2 separate regions of the Capsicum annuum genome follow, and region 2 is linked to region 1. A link is a contact called in public Hi-C data. All regions are on one chromosome and are shown on one strand. Each heading gives the region's core, a stretch centred on a gene start, on an enhancer-like site or on the middle of the called end of the contact. The rest is flanking DNA. Distances are from core to core; before and after follow the strand shown.

Region 1 (3,774 bases), core at 676-3,175:
TTCTCGACAGGCTTTAAGTGAACCAAGATATTATTCTCAGCCCAATCATGCAGGGAATCAAAAATTTCACGCTTCTCTGGCGGCATGGAATGTGTAACTTGAACATGCACCTCTCGTGGAGGACCGAATGGCTTCTTCACATTTCCACCTTCCCTAGAATTAGCAGAATTAGAATTATGATTAGCATTTCTGAAGAGAAGATGAGCTACAACAGAAAATTCAGTCTGAGTCAAGTTTAAGGCAAACGATTATTTGGTCCAAAGAAGGAAACACTAGTCAGGAACAAAGCAATGTATGAAGCCATCCGTTCTCTCTTATGTTGTCACTCACCTTTCTACTATTGTTTTTCAAGTAGTTATTTCCCCAAAGCACGTGTGATCAAACATTCGTATATGAAAGAAAGACTCTCTATCCAAGTAAACTTTTCCAACATGACATACACCACAGAAGTCTGTCCAACCTATTTGAAGTACATTGACAAGACCACTTCCAATTCTGACAGTCGATCTTTAAAATAATAATCTTCTAAGCAATTAAGAAATTCAATTAAAATCACACAGCAGGAGAAAACTGATATGACCTTTAATAATGACTAAGCTAGTGGAAAATAAAAGATGATAGAAAACAATCAGTTAAGGAATTTCTAATTAGGGGTATGGACTGTGTACATTCTACCCTCCCCAGACCACACTATGTGGGAATATACTGGGTTTGTTGTTGTTGTTGTTGTTGTGGGCAAATGTAGTGCAGAAGTTGTGGGTTCATGCAATCCCAATAACTTTAGCTCGGATTTTGTATGTGTTACTAAACTCCAAGATGTATAGATAGTAGATTTTGAACCTAGTAAATCAAACAATTTTTTATTGATAGTGGTGACCGTGTCAGCTTGTGTGCACCTTGACTATTCCACTAGGTACCTGCTACCTTCAACTGGCACGAGTAACTTTGCCTTCTCAAGCAAATAGTGAAAAGCCAACTATTGTTTTTGCCTCCGCTGGTTTTAAACATGAGACATCATGGTTCTCCTCCCACTTCGTTGACAAATGGATTGTGATAGAATTTCACATTTGTACACATTAAGTTCACATAAAAAATCATGCATATGCAGATGCACTAATCAAATTTGCATCAGATTTCAGTGTTTCTTTTTCTTTTTAGTGGCAGTGGTGCCTAAGCTAGCTTTTAAAAGCCAACATTAATTCAACGGACAGTCTGTTATAACCTACAAAGATATGTGCAAATGAACTCATTCTAAGCGATGCAGCTGGGATTCCATCCTGCAGTCTCGGGTTGTTAGTCCTATGCGGATATGCCTCAAACGCGCAGCTCTCCACTTGGTGTCCCACTACCTTGTTATCCAATCACGCACAAGGAGAAGGGAAAATCTACTCTAGTAACACATTAAATCAATGCACCCTGAGGGGAAGAGATAAATAGATATCCAAGCAGAAAAATCATATCATCCTTCAATCAGGAAAAAGAGGAAAAAATACACCAACATATGAATAAATATCAGAACTGGAAAGATCACAGATAGCAAGATACCCCATGCATTAGCATCAACTACCACAAATCTAATTTACAAACCGAAGTACAATCACGATCAGAAACACTAAATATGGCTCAAAAAGAAAACATATTGGGGGGTATACATCTCCAGAAATTTGACAAAATACAAACACAAAATAAAACTCACACAGAAAGGGGACGAAGTGTTGAAGCCATGAAAACTCTATGAGATCTGAGTGGGGAACACGGAAACGTAGTCGTTTTAATGGATTGAAACGTCGGAGGATTGAGTTTCAGAGCCATTTTTCCGATGGTTTTTTCAGGGTACCTCGATTGCTCCGCCTAGAGAGAGAGAGAGAAAAGTGAAAGGCGGCGAGAGTCAGATGCATCAAAATAAAGGAGAAAAATGAGTCAATAGACCTCCCAAGTTTCTAATTAAAAAAAAAAGATAAGTGGGTCCCACAAATTATTAAGTTAAAAAAATTAAATCTTTTGAATAATTGGGATAGTTGTTCGACAATTACATTAGTTGTCTGAATAACTTCGTGTAGTTATTGAACAACTTCTCTCAATTATCAAACAACTACGCCTAGTTGTTCAACAACTAAATGCAGTTGTCGAACAACTGCGCCTAGTTGTCGAACAACTTGCACAGTTGTTGAACAACTTCGATAGTTATTGAACAACTTCACAAAATTATCGAACAACTATCAAAGTTGTTCTACAACTGAAACAGGCTATTGAAAATAAAAAACTTTAAAAAAATCTCAAAAAAGATTTATCCCTCTGTTTTAATTTTAAAAACTTGAATGATTCTCATTTTCCTCCATTAACAACATCAAAGAACAACCACAAAGACACTAAATCAGAAAAATTTCTCTATTGAACACCTTTTATTCTTTCTTCTCCAAAACATCCACAACACTCAAATTTCTCCATTAACAACCTCAAATCCATTATTCATCAACACTCTCCTTCATTTTTTTTAAAATTTTCCTCCATTAACACTATCAAAGAACAACCACAAGTACACTAAATTGAAAAAAAATCTCCATTAAACATCATCTCAAACTTCAATCCAACTCCCTCAAAATTTGGACAAAAATTAAATTAAATTGATGATTTTGTCTTTAAACCACTTTTCATCAATGAAATTTCTTTTAATTTCTATTTTTGAATTTTTTATTAATAAGATAATTTTTGAATTACTTTTTTAAACTCCAAACTTGAATCAGAAATAAGAAAAAAGAAAACATCACAAACTTGTTTGTAGGGTTGGAGTTGCGGTTGGTGAGGGTTAAAAAAAATGAAGGTATTTTTGTGTTAACAAGAAAGGAGGGAAAGAGGGGTGTTGGGGCTGGAAAGGGGAGAAAGAGCTGGGGTGGGGGGACCTATTTTGCTGGGGAGGGGTTGTGGGGGAGAAGAGGGGCGCTGGAAGAAGACGGGGGAGGGGGGCTGAAGAAGAAGGAAAAGGAGGGGAGGACATTTTTATTTAATATATATATATATATATATATATATATATATATATATATTTCTATTTAAAAAAATACATAAAAGTAATATTTGTGTGAAATTACTTTTTTAAAAAATTATAAATTTTTACGTGGCAATGATGTGGTGCTGATACGTGGAGAGTGCAACACACTCTCCGTTATGAGAGTAATAATATATATCAAGGAGTGAAACTAATACACTTTAAAGATATCAAGGGGGTAAATAAACACAAGTTAAGTTTAAGTGGTAAAATGAGTTGAGCGGACAAGTTCGAGGGAAATTATGTCTTTTCTCCTATCTTAATATTGTTGATTTGGAGCTCATGCCTCTGAACCTATGGTGTAACATAAGAGAAAGCACCATAGCGAAAATGCGTCAGTACGTCTGAATTTACTGAGTATACGAGTGAGGTAGGCTAAATACAAAGGGTTATATGCATGAAAATACTGATTGATATGAACGTGAAAGTACATACATGCATACGTAATTGTAAATAAACTCGTGGAGATACTGACTACTGAGTCTGAATACTGACAACATGAGTATACTGATAATGAGATTCTGAAAGACTGAGTTTACTGATATTGATATGTAAATCACTAATAAGGGATGGATCTGATACTGTATTACTGAATACTGGGAGACTGATACTATATTACTGATAAATGAATAATTGTTTCTGACAGTTTGAATTATGAAGAACTGGTCTGATTGATTGTATCTGACAGTCCCGAAGCTGAGTACTGATAGCATGAGTTCTGATAACTA
Region 2 (3,472 bases), core at 272-2,771, 360 kb after region 1:
ACCAATCACAATTAACCAAAACTTACTTTAGTTACAGTGATTTAGCCAAGATGTTTGAAGAATCCCGTGGTAGAAGAAAGAAAATTTCAACCTTCTACAAATCTGGACATATAGGTGTGATTTGAAGGATGTGTCCGTCAATGGTGGTCGTTGGTGGAATTAATATTATAATTTTGGGGATCTTCAATGGTGGTCCGTCAATGGTGGTGGTGGTGTTAATTTTGTGTGTATATTCTTTTGTGGGTTTGTTTTAATCGTTTTTCGGTGAGTTTTGTCGGAATATATCGGACTGAAGAATTTTGAATTGGGAAGTGGTGATACTATTGTATTGTTGTTTCTTGAATTGGTGGTTTGATGAAGGAATGACTATTGATAATATGCTTTAAGTTTGAAGAAGATAGAGAATGAAGGAGAGGGAAGATGTGGAGTGGTTTAAAGAAGATAAAAGGGGGGAGGCTGTGTTTGCAGGGTAAGAGGTGGGGTGGGCTGGGGGTTGTGAAGAAGAAAGAAAATAGGGGTGGGGGTGCCTTTTTTTTATTTAATATATATAAATATGTATATACATTTATATAAATAAAATAGTAAATATATATATTTTTTAAAATAAATATATAAAAATAATGTGTGGGGGATTAATTTTTTTTAGAAAAATCAAATTTCTTACGTGGCAATGACGTGGCTCCAACGTGGCATTGACGTGACGTTGATGTGTAGGCTAGTGTAACACACTCTCCATTGTGAAAGTGGTATTCAGTTTCGAGGGGTGAAATTAATACACTTTAAAGATGTTAAGAGGGTAAATAAATGGCAGTTAAGTTTAAGTGCTAAAGTGAGTTGGAATGATACGTTCAGGGGGGGAAATTGTCTTTTTTTTTTTTTTTTTTTTAATGTTCTACACTTTGCCCTAATTGTTTTATCAAATTTACTTGAAAGTTACATAATGAAATGATAATAGTATATATTTTTCTTTTTGGTAATTAACTTTTATGACAAAAGAATGACAGTAGCATATAAGTTGCCACCAACCCACTATAGTTGTTTGATACGTATTTATATTTATATTTATCTAGATTTATAATTTATAATTTATAATATATTAAAAGTGTGAAGGACCGTAGAAATATTATTTGAACTTTTCGCCATTCATTAAAAGTCTATGCTTTAGACAAATTCTAAAGATTTAACTTTAAAAATAAGAAAAAAATTTAAATATAGAGAAAAAAAGTCGTACTACAAATATGATTCAAATTCATGAGTCTCTCATAACCTCTAGCAGCAAAGAAAAGAGTTACTACATGACAAAAGTAAAAGTAGTGATTCATTAACCATTTGAAATTTTTAGTGGTAAAATATATATGTGCTTATAATAAAATATATGTTATGTTTATATTATTATATTAAAGAGTGAAAAATCTTTTAAAATTTTTCGTAATAGATAAAATAATCTAATTTTAAATAATTAAAAGTTACTAAACTGGTTTCTTAAAAAAACATCTCTCCCGTACCAAACACTCCTCTTTGTTCCATATCAAATATTCCGCGATGAAAGGGAAAATTGAAAACACGTTCAAAGATAAGAGATCCTGTGTAATCCAAATTCCATGAAAATAAAAATAAAAATTCCATGGGCATCTGTTTGGAAAAACAGAAAACTGTATGGTAAAAGAAAAGAAAAGAAAAGGAGAAAAATCAACCAAACGTCTATTTAAGAAGCCGCTGCATCCATTTTCAGAATCAATAGCTGTGCTAATTTCGTGGGAAGAAAGCGCTGCGGTCACTAATCATTTGGTTGGTCTTCAATTAAAGTGTTTCCACCCCTTGCCCCTTTGCTTCTCTTCTCACCAATATACGCATCCCTTTTTGCGTATTGGTGTGAAAAGCAAGTAGCTTGGGCTGGCTTTGGAAATTGAAGAAGAGGAAGGAGTTCTGCTTCTTCAACAAGATTTTAAAATGGAAAATGACCACAACGATGTTTATGGGGGTACTTCTGCCCATTGTCGTAGGGAGAAAAAAGGCGATCAGGCCTCTGTTATCATTCCTGAAACTGCCCATGAAGTTAGCAACGGTTAGTTTTTCACTTCTACGAAATTTCTATGCCCTCTTATTTGTGTCTAATTCATGAAAAAAGGAGGGAATTTTAGAAACTTTGAATCCATTTATTCACCTTACATTCCTTCTTTGTTGAGAGTTTTTTTGGATAGTTTCTTGGTGTCGCGTATTCTATCAAAATTCTTGATAATCTGTCTTTTTGCCCTTTGTTGTTTTATACTAATTTTTTGGGGAAAAAACAAAAAGAAAAGGGAACGATAATTCTTGGTCCTTTATAAGCATTTCCGTCCTTTCCAAATGGTTAAAAGGAGCGATTCAGGTAAAAAAATTATCCAGAGGGATTAAACAACTTATATATGTGCAATAGAAATCATGTTTGTCCTATTTACAAGTGTAATTTTTCAGCGAATCCCGTTGCATCCCTTTGTCTAATGCCCTCTATTGATGAGACTTCCATGTTACAAACTTCCAATCAAGCGTTTATAAGTTCTTTTTGGCTCTCATTAGTAATGAGAAAATAAATTCATTTTTCTGCTTCGTCTCTTTGACAAGCTCCAAAAATAGGTTCCCTGATCCATCAGTACAATTGATTATTTTTGTTTCTTTTATCATAGTTTCTTTTTTGTAGCACTGGCATGAATGCTGTTTGACTCTTTTTTTGATTCATGTGTTTCGTGAAATGTAGATTCATGGTTTCAGGTGGGAATTGTTCTGAGCATGGGTGTCAACAGCGCGTATGCACTAGGATATTCTGGCACAATCATGGTTCCTCTGGGTTGGATTGGTGGAGTAGTTGGTTTGGTTTTGGCCACAATTGTGTCTTTATATGCAAGTGCTCTTATGGCTAAGCTCCATGAAGTAGGGGGCAAGAGGCATATCAGATATAGAGACCTTGCTGGATTTTTGTATGGTATGAACAATGACAAAAATAAAACTGGATGATTTTCAAGCTCTCCGCAACAATAGCTTGTTTTATTGTTTGATTTTCCTTCACGTTTAATTTAAATTGAGCTTATTTTATTGCTGCAGGTCGAACAGCTTATTTGCTTATATGGGCATTACAGTATGCGAATCTCTTCTTGATAAATATTGGATATGTTATCATGAGTGGTTCAGCCCTAAAGGTTAGACAAATTTTCGCTGGTGCAAACTTTGTTTTTTTCTTTGGATACTTAGATATGGTGAACTGGAAATTCTTTTACCAGATATGGAGGAGAAGAGAAAGGAGGCAATGCATTGCCATTTATAGATACCACTGATTGAATGAGATTTTTGTGTTGGCGCTTTATTGTTTCATTGCACACTGCAAATATTGAGTTCAGTAAATCTTGACAAAAATGATCTCTTTTAGGTTTCTAAGTGAATATAAACTCTAAAATTGTTCTGATGCATTTTTTCTTTGAGTTGATTGCCAGGCTTTCTA

What was found. A called contact is a pair of places that touch in the nucleus more often than the background predicts.
Region 2: a contact with region 1 is called in a Hi-C map of bud, with 2.3 times the contacts expected there. The contact joins the promoter of LOC107863582 here to the promoter of LOC107863583 in region 1. A contact is called at or near these places in 4 of 5 Hi-C or Micro-C datasets (bud, leaf, pericarp and 1 more).

Annotation. Positions count from the first base shown.
Region 1 is chr3:161,757,757-161,761,530 of UCD10Xv1.1, forward strand. It overlaps LOC107863583 (stearoyl-[acyl-carrier-protein] 9-desaturase, chloroplastic), which reads right to left and starts at 1,926. Exons shown (of 3, transcript XM_016709572.2): 1 at 1,697-1,926; 2 at 1-153. The coding sequence starts at 1,812.
Region 2 is chr3:162,119,650-162,123,121 of UCD10Xv1.1, forward strand. LOC107863582 (proline transporter 2) reads left to right here and starts at 1,522. Exons shown (of 7, transcript XM_016709571.2): 1 at 1,522-2,065; 2 at 2,735-2,959; 3 at 3,079-3,173; 4 at 3,465-3,472. The coding sequence starts at 1,951.